Linked DNA regions of Hordeum vulgare: all the other regions are linked to region 1. Evidence: chromatin contacts called from public Hi-C data. All regions are on one chromosome and are shown on one strand. Each heading gives the region's core, a stretch centred on a gene start, on an enhancer-like site or on the middle of the called end of the contact. The rest is flanking DNA. Distances are from core to core; before and after follow the strand shown. Region 1 holds the start of LOC123407386. Region 2 holds the start of LOC123412886 (nitrate regulatory gene2 protein). Region 3 has its middle 63 kb from the start of LOC123412888.

What was found. Hi-C and Micro-C count contacts between places; a contact is called where the count stands out from the background.
Region 2: a contact with region 1 is called in a Hi-C map of seedling, with 4 times the contacts expected there. The contact joins the promoter of LOC123412886 here to the promoter of LOC123407386 in region 1. A contact is called at or near these places in 4 of 6 Hi-C or Micro-C datasets (leaf and seedling) and 1 of 1 datasets of contacts at active chromatin or transcription factors (embryo).
Region 3: a contact with region 1 is called in a Hi-C map of seedling, with 4 times the contacts expected there. The contact joins the enhancer-like site here to the promoter of LOC123407386 in region 1. A contact is called at or near these places in 3 of 6 Hi-C or Micro-C datasets (leaf and seedling) and 1 of 1 datasets of contacts at active chromatin or transcription factors (embryo).

Annotation. Positions count from the first base shown.
Region 1 is chr7H:188,839,743-188,844,720 of MorexV3_pseudomolecules_assembly, forward strand. LOC123407386 reads left to right here and starts at 2,355. Exons shown (of 15, transcript XM_045100512.1): 1 at 2,355-2,725; 2 at 3,543-3,670; 3 at 3,776-3,847; 4 at 3,924-4,037; 5 at 4,576-4,644; 6 at 4,736-4,792. The coding sequence starts at 2,527.
Region 2 is chr7H:188,614,797-188,619,774 of MorexV3_pseudomolecules_assembly, forward strand. It overlaps LOC123412886 (nitrate regulatory gene2 protein), which reads left to right and starts at 2,475. Exons shown (of 6, transcript XM_045105848.1): 1 at 2,475-2,725; 2 at 4,551-4,631; 3 at 4,715-4,978. The coding sequence starts at 4,767. All of the region lies in intron 2 of LOC123412888 (a long non-coding RNA gene), which reads right to left.
Region 3 is chr7H:188,694,725-188,699,702 of MorexV3_pseudomolecules_assembly, forward strand. No RefSeq gene overlaps it. Among protein-coding and RNA genes, the nearest start is that of LOC123412888, 63 kb to the left of the region's middle. Within about 2 kb of position 3,102, at least 3 of the 3 cell types and tissues checked have open chromatin away from gene starts, as enhancers often do. A contact at or near this core is called in leaf and seedling, where this site is marked.

The DNA.
Region 1 (4,978 bases), core at 1,105-3,604:
TACGGTCGTTGATCTTCTTCTTTTTGTCCGCAGATCATTTTTTGGCATGTTCATCCAAAGAGATTCATCCGCGAGCATGATTTTTGCATCCTCCGCGTCGCGTGAGAGTTGCAACCTCTCCTTCCCGAGCTCAATGTCTCCAAATGTCTTGGCGTTCTGAAGTTCCCATTTGATCGTCGCCTCTTGCTTCTCCAACTCAATCTCCCCCCTCTCAATTCCAAGTCGCCCCTCTGCCCTTGTCCGATCCTACTCCATCCTCTCCTTCTACGAGTCCAACATAAGCTTGTACCTCTCCTCTTTCTTGCTCCCGCTTATCGAAAAAAATGCCCGTCCATGTGGACGACATTTTTGTAGTCGCGGTCCTTGCCTTCTCCCACTTAGTTCCCATGAGTAGCCGGTTATCCTTTGACACGATAACTTTTCCATTGGCGACGACAACATCGTCGTCATCATCGTCCAACCCAATGGATTGGTGGGAGCTTGAGCCATCATTCCTCTTTTTTGTCCTTGAGGTCGGCCATAACTTGTTGTCACTTTGGCTTGCCATTCAATAAGAGCCAACAATGACTAAAAGTAAATGGTCTCTTCTTGACCTCGTGATACAAAGTGGCCGCCACCGCCGCCTAGCATAAAAAATGCGTATGAGCACAAGAATGAAAAACACATGAACATATTAAAATGACAGTAAGATGAGGCGATCGAGCTTACATGAGTTACCACTCCCATCCCACTTTGAGACCGTTTGTTCACTTGTGAGTAGTAACCGACGTACTTGTTCACTTCTCCTTGTATGACCCCATCGATGTTGGAGAGATGCCACATTACGGGCACTCATGATAGGATGCGGCTCCACATACTCATTTCGTTCATGATAGTCCTTCCAATTTTTCTCCCAATACGTGCTCCCCTTTTGCTCGGTGCCACTTATTGGATCCAATGTTGTGTTCAACCAAGATTGAATTAACATGATGTCCTCGTATCTTGAGAAAGCAAGCCCTCTTTCCTTCGACGTCTTGTGCTTCTTCTTCTTCTTGGTAGGATTGGGACCAGATGTTGCCCCAATCACAAATGCGTCGGTCTCCTCCATTTCATATTCCACATGGACCAGATCTTCATTCTCATCGATCATATTTGCCAAGTATGTCTCCTACAGTTCAAGGTTTGCAATCATCTTGTGCAAACTAGTGAACTATACGAAATATTAATCATTTGATCGAACACGAGCAAACGTACCCGGTCTTGTTGAGACGTTTCGTCGAACATGTTGTGGGCAGCCCCCGCGATGGGGTTGCCTGTGCTCACCCGCTCCCGAACGAGCTGTGCGGACTCACACTCTTGGATCGACGACTCCTGCGTGTCTCGAAAGCTCTCCGAAAGGGTCCAGTCGGCCGTCTCATCCTCTTCCTCCTCGGTCTCGTTGATGCCGGACGACACAATTCACGCCGACACTTGCATGGATGGGGTAAGGGGAGCCTGGCGCGCTGGGGGAGACATCTCGCCGACGACGCCCACATGTAGCTGTACGGCCAACTCCCTTTGCTGCTGCCGGTGATGGCGCAGTTTACGAGCGATGTTCTCCGACTTGCAAGACGAAGCGGAGGAAGGCCCGCCGACGGACAAGGTGGACCGTGTCTCCGTCGTGGCGGTCGAGGAAGGGGTTGAAGACATCACGACAACAGATCGGGACATGTGGTGAGGATGGAAAGCAAGGGTGCCGGAAGGCGAGGGATCGGATGCGGGAAATGTTGACGTGCGACGGAAGGAGGAGGAACGGTTTAGGGGATTTGGTGCAATTTAAGGTATGGTCAGGCTATCGAGTCCAGCGTGACGGACGTGCCATGTGCGCCCAGGCTTCCCCGTATACATCCCATATTGAACTAAAAATGAAGGGTATGAGTTATTCTGAACGTTTGAGGTCGGTTTGAGAGCTTCGTCTGAATTTTTTTTTTTATAACCGATCAAACTATCCACCCAAATGTTTGAAAAGGGTATGAGAGACATAGATGCAAGTGTCTACGATGGCTTATCAACCATAAAATCTGTCAACTCAGCCTACGTGCGAGGCGTGCCCGATACGGGCGCCCCCACGAGCCACCCACCTGTCCCGGACGGCATCCAACATCCACCGCCACCGGACAGGCACGGCACGGCCCGCCGGGTCAGCGACCCATCACGGCATGTGGATCCATCCCGTCCTCGCGGCCTCCACGTGCCACGTCACGTGCTGCCCGCGTAAGGGAGGGAAAGAAATGGAAAGAGAGATTTTTTTATTTTTATTTTTATGAAAGCACGGAAGGAAAGATCCGTCCTGCGCTTCGCCACGACACGACACGCGGGGCACGAACGAGCAGGAGCCGTGCAACCCCCTTACGCCGCCCGTCGCTACTGCCTCTCTGCTCTCTACAACTACACACACACACACACACACACACACAGAACTCGTCCCCCCTCCCCCCATTTCCATCCCTGGCGGTCGCGGTCGCGGTCGATAGAAACGAAGGATTTTGGGTTACAGGAGGCGGCGATATGGGGATCTCGAGGCGGTTCCTCCTCCTCCTCCTCGCGGCGGCGCTGGTGTTCGCCGCCGGGGCGGCCGCGGAGGAGCAGGCGGCGGCGGACCCGGCGGGGGCCGGGGAGATCGCGGCGGGCGGAGTCAAGGAGGCCGCCGAGGCGGCCGCGCTCCGGGCGGAGCTGGCGCAGCTCAGGGAGAAGATCTCCGCCTTAGGTCAGTCCACTGCCCTCCTCGCCCCGGTCACCGTCCGAATCGTACTACTATCAGTATTTCTATATGTGGGCGGGTGAGGGGATTGGGTCGGGGCTGGTCGGATTCGTGCTCTGAGCTAGGTTCGCCGTACGATGCATGATTGGGAGCTGAGATGCACGATTGGGTGTTGAGAGTAACAACCCTGACAAAATCCGCATGGTTTCTGGTTTGGCAAAAGCCTGTACTTTTCCCTTTACGTATGAAATGAAATGCTATTCTACTGTATAGAAGCTACCTTTTGGAAGGACTTTTTTTTTTCCCCCGCGAATACGTTTTGGAAGGATCATTTGACTCTAGTGGCTGGTTACATATGTACTGTGTGATCGTGCACTTGTGCTTTCTTGGTTGCTGAGGTAAATTTGAGTCTTTCACATTAAAAAATCTCTAGTTCTTGGCCTGAATTTTTCTTTTAAAATTGGCGAACTTTACATGGAATAAGAGGCTAGTATCACTAAAGAGCTCAACTATGTATGTTACAGGCAATATATATACTACTCCCTCCGCCCCATAATATTAGAGCCTTTTTGACACTAGAGTAGTGTCGAAAACACACTTATATCATGGGAATTGGGACGGAGCGAGTATTTGGTTATTACTACATGTTTCCGCCAAGAGCAAAATTAACCTGCATAAGTTTGGCATGCCAAGTTTGCTGATCTCACCAAAAGCCTTGCCAGTTGGCGGTTACTAATTGCGCAAGATGAATTTGCACACCATGATCCTACCAGATACCCTCGTGACCTCATCTAAGTGAGGTCTAATTGTTTTCGTCCTACAGAGTCAGACATCGCAGACAGATCCCAGGACCTGAAGAGCAAGGATGATGGCATCGCGAAGCTGGAGAAGGACATTGGGGACAAGTCACAGAAGATTGCTACTCTGCAGAGCGAGATCACATCTCTCCAGGTATGCATTATGATAGATATACGGACATGCTTCTCAACTCTAAGCATCATTTCGGGAAAGTATCTTAAACGTTACTTTGTGGCCTTATTTTTTTTCCTTATGCAGAAAACGGGTTCTGTAGCTGCTGAGGAGCAGGCAGGCAAGGCCATTGCTCGGGCTGTTGAGCTTGAGAAGCAGGTATGGAGGATGAAAGCTAAATAACAGTTGAAATTCTCGATTATGAGCTTGTGGTTTCTCATCTTTGCTATTCTAGATCGAGAAGCTCAATAAGGAGATCGAAGCACAAAGTAGCCAAAGAACAACACTTGAAGCTAGAGCTAACAAGGCTGAGAAGAAGGTGCAAGATTTGAACTCGAAGCTTGAGTCAGTAAGTGTAATCCTTCTCTTTTTTACCATTGGACCATTTCCATTTGTTAGGATCATATAACATAAATCTGTCATTCATACAGTAGGTTTAGGATAATATCCAACACTGTTTTTCTTTTTCTTCTGAGCGGTATCTGTATTTTCTCATTCTCTTCTTTACTCATGAGCTCATGGCAATGTAAATAATTGTGGAATGAAGTCTACCACTGAAAAGTAAATAATAGTCCACCAAATGATTACCGAACATACATTGAACATTATACCTCAAAAATCGGAAGTCTACATAACTACATTTAATGTCCAAAGCTATTGAAGGGCGTGTGACGAATAACCATTAAACTGAACAAAGCCTATGTTTAGTTTCTAAAGCTATCCAAGGCCTGTGTGATATCTCACTTGTAAAATTTAAATTTTACAAAGTTAGGTGTAATAGCATCCTTAACAAGGCCGAGAAGAAGGTACTAGTAAGTACTATTGAACTGAATGAGCATGCTAGATTTTGATCGAGTTATTCTTATGTCTGAATTTGTCCTTGCTAGCTTCAAAAGGCAAGTGGCGAGCAAAAGCGTATGATCCAGAAAACGGAGCGTGCTCTGAAAGTTGCTGAGGTTTGCAATATGCTTTCTAACTGTTACTGCACTGCCCTATCTGAATTCTGTTGTTTATCTATATTCCATATCTGTTCTTTCTCATCTTTAGGAGGAATTGATGAGGCTGCAATTAGAAGCATCAACGAAGGCAAAACAGCTGACAGAGGTAATCATATATCCTATCATCGAAGCTTGTAGTAACATTTTTCACCAGTGCCGTGCTTGTTCAACTGTGTGCATGTTTCTTTGCTAGTCCAAGTACCTTAGGAATTTGTTTCTGATAACTAAATCATTACATTTCTTAAACCAAGTCTCCACTTCTATGAGAAAGAACACACAGGTTAGGGCTGGA
Region 2 (4,978 bases), core at 1,225-3,724, 220 kb before region 1:
TTATCCTGCCTAGTTTCCTTTTGGGAAAAAGATTATAAAAGACAAATAAGGATCACGGTTTGTTTGTCGACCTATGGGGTATGGGTTTTGGATGAACGGGGAGGCACCAATCTAAAAGCATCTAGGGCAAGATAAAGGAAGGCTCGAGGAGCAATGACATGCGGTGGAATCTTTCACCTCTTCCTTTTGCTTTCCTTTTTTCGTTGCTCTTCTGAGACAAGCATGCAGATGCATGCTAAACAAACAAGCCGAGCTTTATCTTTTTGAAAACTCCCATGCATGCATGCTCTCTTCTCCATCTCCATCCGCATCCATACGATGGAAGAGACTTTCTACGCCGCTTTTGGGAGTGAAAAAAAGGAAAAGAAAACATTCTTCTCTGCCAGAAGAGAAATACCATGCGTCGTGTCATGTCCCAAATGTCCTAAGAAAACTAATTTTCTTTTTGCGAGATAGACCAAGCTTCTTTTTACCGTGCACCTGTCATGGGTGCACGTACGGAACCTTCTTGTTGTGTTCGTCGCCGCCGTCGCCGCGTTCGGCCATAGGCTCATACCGTTTACGTGGAGAGGATGGTGCGTCCATGCCGTGATATTATTTTCTTACTTTCGGTGCTACAATTCACCATATGTTCTATTTTTTCTTGAAACCAGACGTATACAGATACGAGCTTTACTGTGTTTTATTTGTTTATTTCAGTCTATATATTGTTCAGGACTGTCATGAGCCCCTACAAGGAGTCAAAATAAAGCCGAAACCAGGACGAAGCCTTTATTCTTTGACTTGTTTCTTTGAATATAACATAATATTGACTGCGCACTCCGAAAGATGATGGTGTATTTCGAGGATCAGTCCGTTTAAGACATCCAAAACAACTTATATTTGTGAACAGAGCAAGTAGTTAGACGGATGCACTGTGGAAGATAAGAAGAGAAGGTGGTCGTAGTAGATGGGAGAACCACACATGCAATGTAAGATTATTATTCCTTTGTATGCCTAGTGCAAGCCACACCACGGGCATAAACGAACCTTCATCTGAAATTGAGTAAGCCACAAAAGAAAGAAGGGCATCTATTCTATTCTCTTGGGTTGGGTTGGGTCGGTCTTACTTTTCCTCCATGATTTGTGTTATTTCCCAAGCCCAAATATTGCGTGTGGGGCTCATACCTTACGCATGCATGTGCATGCATGGCTGCCAGGTGGCACATGCAGTGCCACAACACAATATTCTACTGCATCGATTACTTATTTTCTTTCCCTCAACACTGTTTTTACAACTACTATTTTTTTATAATAATAATCCTTTGACGCGTAGGAGAAGGGGAAGGCCAGGACGGTTTCTTTGGTTTGCAATTGAAAGTGGGCGTTTCTGAGTTTTTTTCATTTTATATTTGTGGTTTTGTTTTTGTTTTTGTTGGCTCAACTAGAACTACAACTACTTCTTCTGTTCCTAAATATAAGTCTTTCTAGAGATTCCACTAGTAGACTACATACGGATGTATATAGACATATTTTAAAATATAGATTCACTTATTTTATTTTGTATGTAGACTTCTAGTGAAATATCTTAAAAGACTTGTATTTAGTAGTAGCTAGGGAACGTGAGAAGCGTGAGGCGCGTAGAGCGGCATGCATGCACGAACCGACTTGATCACGCCACAATACTTAGGCCAGAAGCTTGGTTTGTTTGGCATGAACAAAAACATGCAACTCTTTGATTCGCGGGAAGCCAATTAATTCGCATGAACACAAACGCATACAACTCCTCGATCCGCAAGAAATTAATGTAATTTGCATGAACACAAACGCGCCCTAGAGCTTTTCGATCCGCAAGAAATTAATTTACTCTAATTTGCATGAGCCATCCGAATTTCTTCGTGCTGCAAATGCCGCGCATGCGGCAGCTGGCCTTTTGGCCTTTTCATCACGATTAAAACCGCCACCCATAACACCAAATCTCCAACTACTAATGCACCGAATTGAAGCCTGGAAATCGCAGGGCATCCTCCCACTCCCTCACCCACAAGGATCCAAAACCCGTGGTCACGGTCATACTTCAGTTCCTAATCTGCGTAGTGCTGCTGTCGCATTGCATACCTCCAAACGCCATGAATTTCCACACACATCATCACATTTCTTTACCAGTTAAAAAAAGACACCCCCACCCACCACCGCCCTCTCTCTCTGTAATGGCAGTAACAAAAAGAAAAATGTCAAGATCCCAGTGTGAGAAAAGACAGTTCTCCAAGGCGGAATTTCCCTCAATTGCACAAACAGACCTACTCCACTGAGCCCCAGTTTCGTCGATAAAATTGGCAGGGGATAAATGAGCAGCGCCCCTAAAAAAAGAGGGGAAATGAATGAGTAGGGCATTATTGGGAAATAACAGCAAGCGTAGGGTCATACCCCAATTCATCCGACCCCGCTTTTCTCTCTCCCTCTCCTCCTCCTCCTTCGGCGACCTCCCCCCCTTTCCAGTCTTTTGACCGTTGTTGCCTTGCCCCTCCCCTCCCCTCTCTTCTCTCTCTTCTCTCTCTCTCTTTCCTCTGCCACTGCCGCTGCCACCCACGCTATCTCTCTCTCTCTCTACATCTCCCCACAAATCTTTCTTCGGCTCCTTGGTCCTGTACACACCCACCCAAGGCCAAGGGGTTTGAGGTGGTCGTAGAGTAGAGTAGAGAAGAGAAGAGAAGAAGGTCCTCCTTCGGCTTCAATCCCAGCCCAGGTATAGACCTCCCCTGATCCTATTTTTAATCTCTTCTTGTGTAGGCTCGCTCGCATTGCCCCTCCTTTTGTCCCCACCTTCGCTTTTGTGTTGTTTAATGGTGGCAATTGATGCGGTTGGATGAGAGGTTTCCTCGAGCCAAAGGAGAGAGACAAAGTGCTGCGTTTCAGAGAGAGAAAGAGTCGGGTTCCGGAGCTGTTCTTCGTCCCGAGAGAGAGAGAGAGAGAGAGAATTTCGTGATTCCCCCCACCTTTGATTGAGCGCTCCAAGAACATGTATGTGATGTCTACTAGTATGCCCCTGGTTTCTTCTTCCCCCCCCCCTCTCTCTCTCTCTCTCTGCGCTCTGTTTTTCCCTGCCTTTGCTTCACCCGCACTTCAGAATGATGTGTTCCTGTACTCTACTGTACTGTGCGCCTCATCTTTTCCCATACGAATTGTTTCATTCGCCTGCTCTTTAATGTGGACATATGAGGATTCAGCAGCCGTTTCATGTTGATTATTGCTGCCACAGCTGTGGTCTTCTCTTCTTCTTTTTTTTACTGCAACAGTTGTCATCTTCTCTTCTTCTTTTTTTACCTAAGAAGATTTAATCGTATCCCCCTTTCCCTCCTGCATCAGAATCAGATACCCTCTTCTTCTACTTTTCCTTCAGTTTTCATAGCTAGTCTAATGCACATCCCCGTTTCCAGTATCTCCTTGCTTCATCTGGTGCTGAAGAGTTCAGAGCGAGAATTGCCTTGCCTGCAAGCGTTGTGTTTTTGGCCGGCGTCCGTGATTTCTCCATCTGCTCCCTGCCTGATGCGCCTGAAGGTTAAGCAAGGTGCAGTGAGCACTGATGCGCCTGCGGTGCTTTTCCAGCAAACTCTTGATTTTTTTCCGCTCCCTCCCGTATAGCGTATATAGTTCCACTCGCAGATTGGCGGGAGCAATTCAACATTTGGTTGGTTGGAGGATTGGAACTAGTACTACTCTTTTCTCATCTTTTCCCTTGTGGGTAGTTTACCAAGAGACAAGTGTTATCATTACCCATCATCATCTTCAGAGCTTTCTTGTAATTTTCTTCTTGTTACAGCCTTTTTTTTTAACCTTTTTTAAACACCAGAAAATCAGGCAACCATAGATGGAGCTGTGGTAATTCAGTCCATCCAGGGCCAACAACACTTTTGTAATTTTGCCTGCCATGTAAAGTTGTGGCACTTCTTCCCCTCATTTCACCTTCAAGATATCTTTGCATTGTGTTTTTCTGGCAGCTTGTGATTTATAGAGGGCAAGCCTGTTATTTGTACTTACTTCACTGCAAAATAAAAAATGCTGCTTCGAATCCAATGTTTCACCCAGCACCGTCCTGACTCTGATATTTTCAGTGTACTGAAGTGAGTTCAGAAATAAAGATATCGAGTCAGCTTACCGTGACCATGATTATGCAAGTAGGCAGTAGGGCCGTTCATGTCTTGCTGGGCCAAGAGCTATATTCCTAACTTTCTTGCTTTTCTAGCCCTCGTTTAGGAGGAAGGAATGTCGCTGCTGACGAAAAAAAAATGTGTAGGGTATGTTTTGGCAGTGGGGTATTTCATTTCCAAAGGGGCATCTTTCTGTGGTGTTGTAGCTCTCACTGTCTTTCGAGCACAGATTTTTTTGCGTCTTGTGAGAAGCAGTTGCATTTCATGTTAGATCCATCCCAGTAGTCAATCTCAACACTCCTTGTTGATTGCCTGTTGCAGGCTGATGAATAGCCTATGTCCGAGTTCCCTTTTGATACACAATTTGATTGCGTAAAATGAGTGTGCATGCTTCTGAAATGTCTGAAATTTGCTAGACTGTAGGTTTGTACGAATCATCTTCTCGTTCACTGGCTTCAGCTGCAATGCACATGTTACCAACAATTGACCAATCTACAATATCAGGTAATTTCTGCACTTACACATGATACCTGATTTATTGAAGCCGAAACTTACCTGCCACATTCCTTTTCTTTTTGTCTTTTCAGAAATTCTGCCCCGGGCATGACATATTCCTGACAACACAAAGACTCTGGAGACATGGGATGTGCTGCTTCCAGATTGGAAGATGAGGAGGCTGTTAAGATGTGCCGGGACAGGAGGGACTTCATCAAGCAGGCACTGGAACAGCGCAACCGTTTTGCATCCTCTCACATTGCCTACATCGAGTCCATGAAATGTGTTTCGATGGCCCTACAGCGGTTCGTCGCTGGAGATGATCGGCACGAGCTCATTTTTGACCCATTCATCTC
Region 3 (4,978 bases), core at 1,852-4,351, 140 kb before region 1:
GGTTTTGGTGCGCGCGGGCACGCGTCACGCGAGCTTTAGCGCGGGAGAGGAGGGGCCCTGAGGCTTGCTCGACGCAGAAGGGTTGTCGGGGAAGACATTGGACATCTCGGGGGAGGCTGGAATTGGCCGAGGGCGTCGCCCCCACCACGGTGACTCCGTGTAGCGCGCCTAGAGCATAGTTTTGGCATGCCATGGCATGGTGGTGTGCTCTAAGGCACTTTGGACGTGTCTAGCATGTCCTGGCATATGCTGGGGGTGTGGCTAGCCCTTTGGTTCTTGTGGGAGCTTCGGCTGGTCAAGGGAGGCAAGAAATACTGGTGCTGTCAGTCATGAACTGAGATCTAAATTGGGGTTTTTGGCCTTTCCACTTTGAACCAGTGAGGGGCCAGTTGAGTGGGGTTAGACACAGGTGCTGGCCACTTAATCTATGAGTTTGAAGCACAGGGTTTGGTTTAGCTGTGGCTAAGGTGGCTTTTTCCTATCTGGCAGAAGGTGTTCGACAGTGGCTTAAGGGGGTTGCACCCCATCACTGGTGCTCCAACTTAACAGGTTTGGGTTTGGTGGTAAACCATGGAGTTTCACCAATTTTGATCTCCAAAGGACAGGTTTAGCTTTGTAAACTTGAAAACACTCCAATATGACCAGATCTGTCCCTTCCAAAGGGAGTGTGGGCAAACTAAGTCCCACAAATCCCTTTTTTTGTGTGGAACCCTCATTTGAGGTAATAGGCACCCCTGCAAAGTTTTAGCACCATTGGACAAACTTTGCTATGTAGAGTTGCTCTAACTTGATTCTAGACAGACATGGTTTTTGGGTTATTTGGGGACCTTATTCACCTTGTATCAAGGTGAAACTTTATGTGGACACCAAACAAGGCTTAGGGATATCACTGAAATTTTCTAGGAATTTATTGAGAATATTTCCTTTGGAAATATTTCAAAATGCCAAAACAGACAGAAATATCTTTTACAGTTTTGATCAATAAATATAATATAAAATGGGGTTTAAAATCCTATGCATGGAAAATATATGTCCTTCTGATCATCTCTAAATTTAATCAGATTTTCTAAAGCAGAAAAGTATTTTTCCATGTTGGAGTACCAATTCTGGCCTTAGAAATGGACAGGTTATTTAATTCGGAAAATAATCACAAAAATAATTATTTTTGTGGTTTTGAAATATAAAGATAGGTTAAAATCAGATTACCAAATATGAGTAGAAGCACTGCTTGCTATCAAGGACATGTAGTGCAACTCAAGGTGGTTTTACCTTGGTCGGAAATAAGCAAGGGTTTTTGGAAATCAGTATAATACCAAAGACTTTAGGGTTTTAAATCCTCACATGATCAAGCATACAAGTATACAATCTCAATCATGGCACTCACAACATTAGTTCTGAAAAAGTTTTAACAAGCTCAGAATTTCACAATACTGACAAGTGATAGCAAAAACAGGGTGTGACACGATTGGTACCCATCCCACATGATGTACGTCTTACGAGCATTGACTCTGTACAGTATCATCCATGCGGGGACCAACGGTGTGCCCGAACACGTCAAAACGGCATAGTCGCCCTACCTGGCACGACCCCGTCATGGGAGTGACCACACATCACTCCCGCCACTAGTAATGTGGCTCTTTCCTAGCACCGACCAGAAATCAACAAAGCCCCGTGCCATAAAGGGGTAACGTGGTCGCACATGTAAGGTTGGGACGGTCGACACGTCATAAATCTGTTCCCATTTCCGAAACCACTCACACCAAAATACCCGGTGCACCACTTCACCAAAAGTGGCCACCTAACTCATCATCACCCTCGGGCATTAGTGGCACCCGACGAGTTTTTTATAAACCTTTGATATTTACCATCATCATGCTCATTCTACTATTATGCTTAGCTACTTGTCAACATGATATAAGCGTGACCCTCATAGGTGGTAGGATCATGCCATCGGTAAAATCACTTCAATGGTTTACCGATACTTATGATCATATGCAATGGAAATATTTTCTCTACTAGCATGCAATATAACATATGCTCAAACATGGTCAAAGGGCTTCTGGCCTTTGCTCTCTTAGTCCCTCAGGTTCTTCGAGGCAGTGGCGGTGCCAGGATCCAATATTTGTGATGTCAAATTAGCTTGTGTAATCAACTTCCTGAAGTAGTTTGTTCAGTGGTGTAATATGCATTGCCTATAGTGACTTGATTTACCAATTTCATGTGTAGTCATATGACTACACAGCTACAAACGTGGCTTCGCCACTGCTTCGAGGTCTTCCGGTCCAACTCTGAGTACTGTGTCAACTAACGTCGGAAACAACACAGTCAACTACACAGCAAGCAGAACAAAAGTGATGTATAAATGGAGGTTTTATTTTTCTTGGACCTCTTTGGTCATAAGAAAAATACCTGAAGCTTGCTATAGGAGATATGGATCATCAGGGAATTTTGAATGGATGAAAGGAAGAATAGGTGATCCATATAAAATATCATGATAAAAATGAGTCGAGGCAATCATTTAATAGAGCATAATTTTAGAAATATTTAGGAAGTAGTTTCACTAGATTTGGCGTTGAGGTGAATATTCTAGGGATTTTCTAATACTGGATAAATAGCAAAAGGGAGCTATTTATTTATTGCATCTGAAATATGCAAGATAAAAATGTTGACCAATGCTCTAAAAATAGGGTATGATGTTAGAAGGATCTGGAAATTGGAATCACTCCATTTGGAGTTGATCTGAACCCTATAGGATGTTTTTGGAAGGTGGGCTAATTATATCCAAATCTGTATTTGAATAATAACATAACATCAAATTGCTTGTAAAATGTGCAAAGCACATATTTGCATAGGCCTTGATTTTAGGGACCTGCATAAATTTGAATCAACATTTTTGGAGTTAGAATGATTTTTCTATAGAATTTCGAAGTTTCTGCAAAAAGGGAAAATGATAAAAGGCTCAGCAACAGAGGCTATCCTGTGCTCAGGCGGCTGTTAGGCAGATGGGCCGGCCCAGCCGCGCGAGCTAGCCAGCGAAGCGGCCACGCCGAAGGCGTACTTTGGTAGGGCGCCTTCCGCATGAGAAAAGGACTATGATCGAAGGCCGTCTCCACTTAACCGCGTGGGCCTCTCGGCCGGTCACTAGCAGGCGGTGCCCGCGCGTCAGGATCGTCCCTAACCTCCCGCTCGATAGGGAGATGCAGGGGAGGCGGGGCAGAGCAACGCCCGACTCAGGCCCTGGCGGCTCCGGCTGTCCCTGACGTCGGTCCGGCCACCGGCGCGTGCGGGGCGAGGAGGCCCGCCGGCGTGGCTTGTTTGCCCCCGCCAGAGAGCTCCAAGGCGCGCGGGATCTTGGTCGCGGAGGAGCTGGCGCTGGCGGCCGGGGAGGATGGCGCAGCGGTCGATGGGAAGGAGAAATGGTGCGAGGGAGAGGCCAGCTCTATCCCACGGAGGTCCCGACGATCCCCAAGGGAGAGAAGGGGCTTGGGGGCGCCCGAACTTGAGCAAGGCCGAACCTGGCCATGGAGGCCATGGGGGGAGAGGAGGAAGCTAGGGAGAGAAGGGGAGATGCTCAGGAGGAGCCCAAGGGAGAGGGGAGAGATGCAAGAGAAGCAGAGGCTCGGGGAGAGAGGAGATAAGAGGGGAGAGGGGAGAAAGCTCGGGAGCTCTTTGGAGCTTCCTCGTGCATGGATGCCACGCACCCCACATGGAGCTTGGAGGCTAGCCGATGATGGGGAGTGCTTGGAACGGTCAAAAAGAGATGTTGTGACCTCCTGTGCGAAGTTGTGGCTGCCTTATTCGAGCTGTGGGGAAAGGTTAGGGTGTAGAGCACCAGTTTTGCATGCGAGGGTGGTGGTCACCATGGCCACCTGTGCCTACACCAGCAACTTGACCAGTCAAAGGTGTCCAACACCTAGTGCACACATGCAAGAAGGAGGCTTTGGATTTTGGTTGCATCTGGGGCTGGTTAGGTGGGGGTTTGACTGAGGTTAAGTTTGCAACAACAAACTTAGAGTTAAGGAAAGTGGGTCTCAAGTGGGGAGTCTTGGGGAATACTTATGTCTGGCAGTGTTAGCTATGCAAGGACTACAACGCTACCAAGTTTGAGCTCAATCAGAGGAGGGTAGCTAGTACTTGTTGTACAAGGCTACAATTCAGCCAGAAATCAACTTGTAGATGTGCTGCTCATTTTCCCCACATGAGCATGCCACAACTTGGTTTGAAATGATGCCTTGGGATTCTAGGGACCTTCTGGAAAGAGGTGGGGGATTTGGCTTAACCAGAAGTAGGATAAGAGAGGTAAAAATGGTTATTCAAGGGTAAAAATGAGAACTAGTTACATGGAGCCTCTCTCCAATAATTGACCAGAGGTCATGGAAATGCTACTGGAGGTAAAATGTAACTATTTAGAGCTGTGGTAGAAAGTTGAGTCCAAGGGTAAAAGTGGAAGGGGTCAAAGGAGCCTATTTGGTGAGTGCACACAAGGTGTTTGATGAGTGTAAGAGCAACCAGGTGAACTTCAATGGATATGGAACTTAACAGGATCAAATAATAGATGAAAATAAGCTTGGACACAAAATGTGGGGTTTGGTGGAGAAGGTTTCCAATGTAGACTTGGAAAACCCATGAAATGGGCAGAAATGGCTTTCTGCTTATGAAATTATTCAAATTAATTCCCACAAATCCAATATTTGGTGTGTGGGCATTATTTGAGCATTAAGGCATGTCCAAATTTTTTTGGGGTCAATTGGAGAAACTTTACAATGTAAAGTTTCCCAAAGTTACAAATAAACATAAAGAGTTTTGACGGGCTTGGGATAAGTTCTTCTATTATCCTTGATGCACCACTGGGTGTGGATGCATTATTGGAGTATCTGAACAATTGGAGATACTTGACAATGTAGAGTTCCTCAAATTTAGATCTGGATTGATAGGGTTTTATAATAATTAGGGGAATTAAATCAACTTGGATTGATAT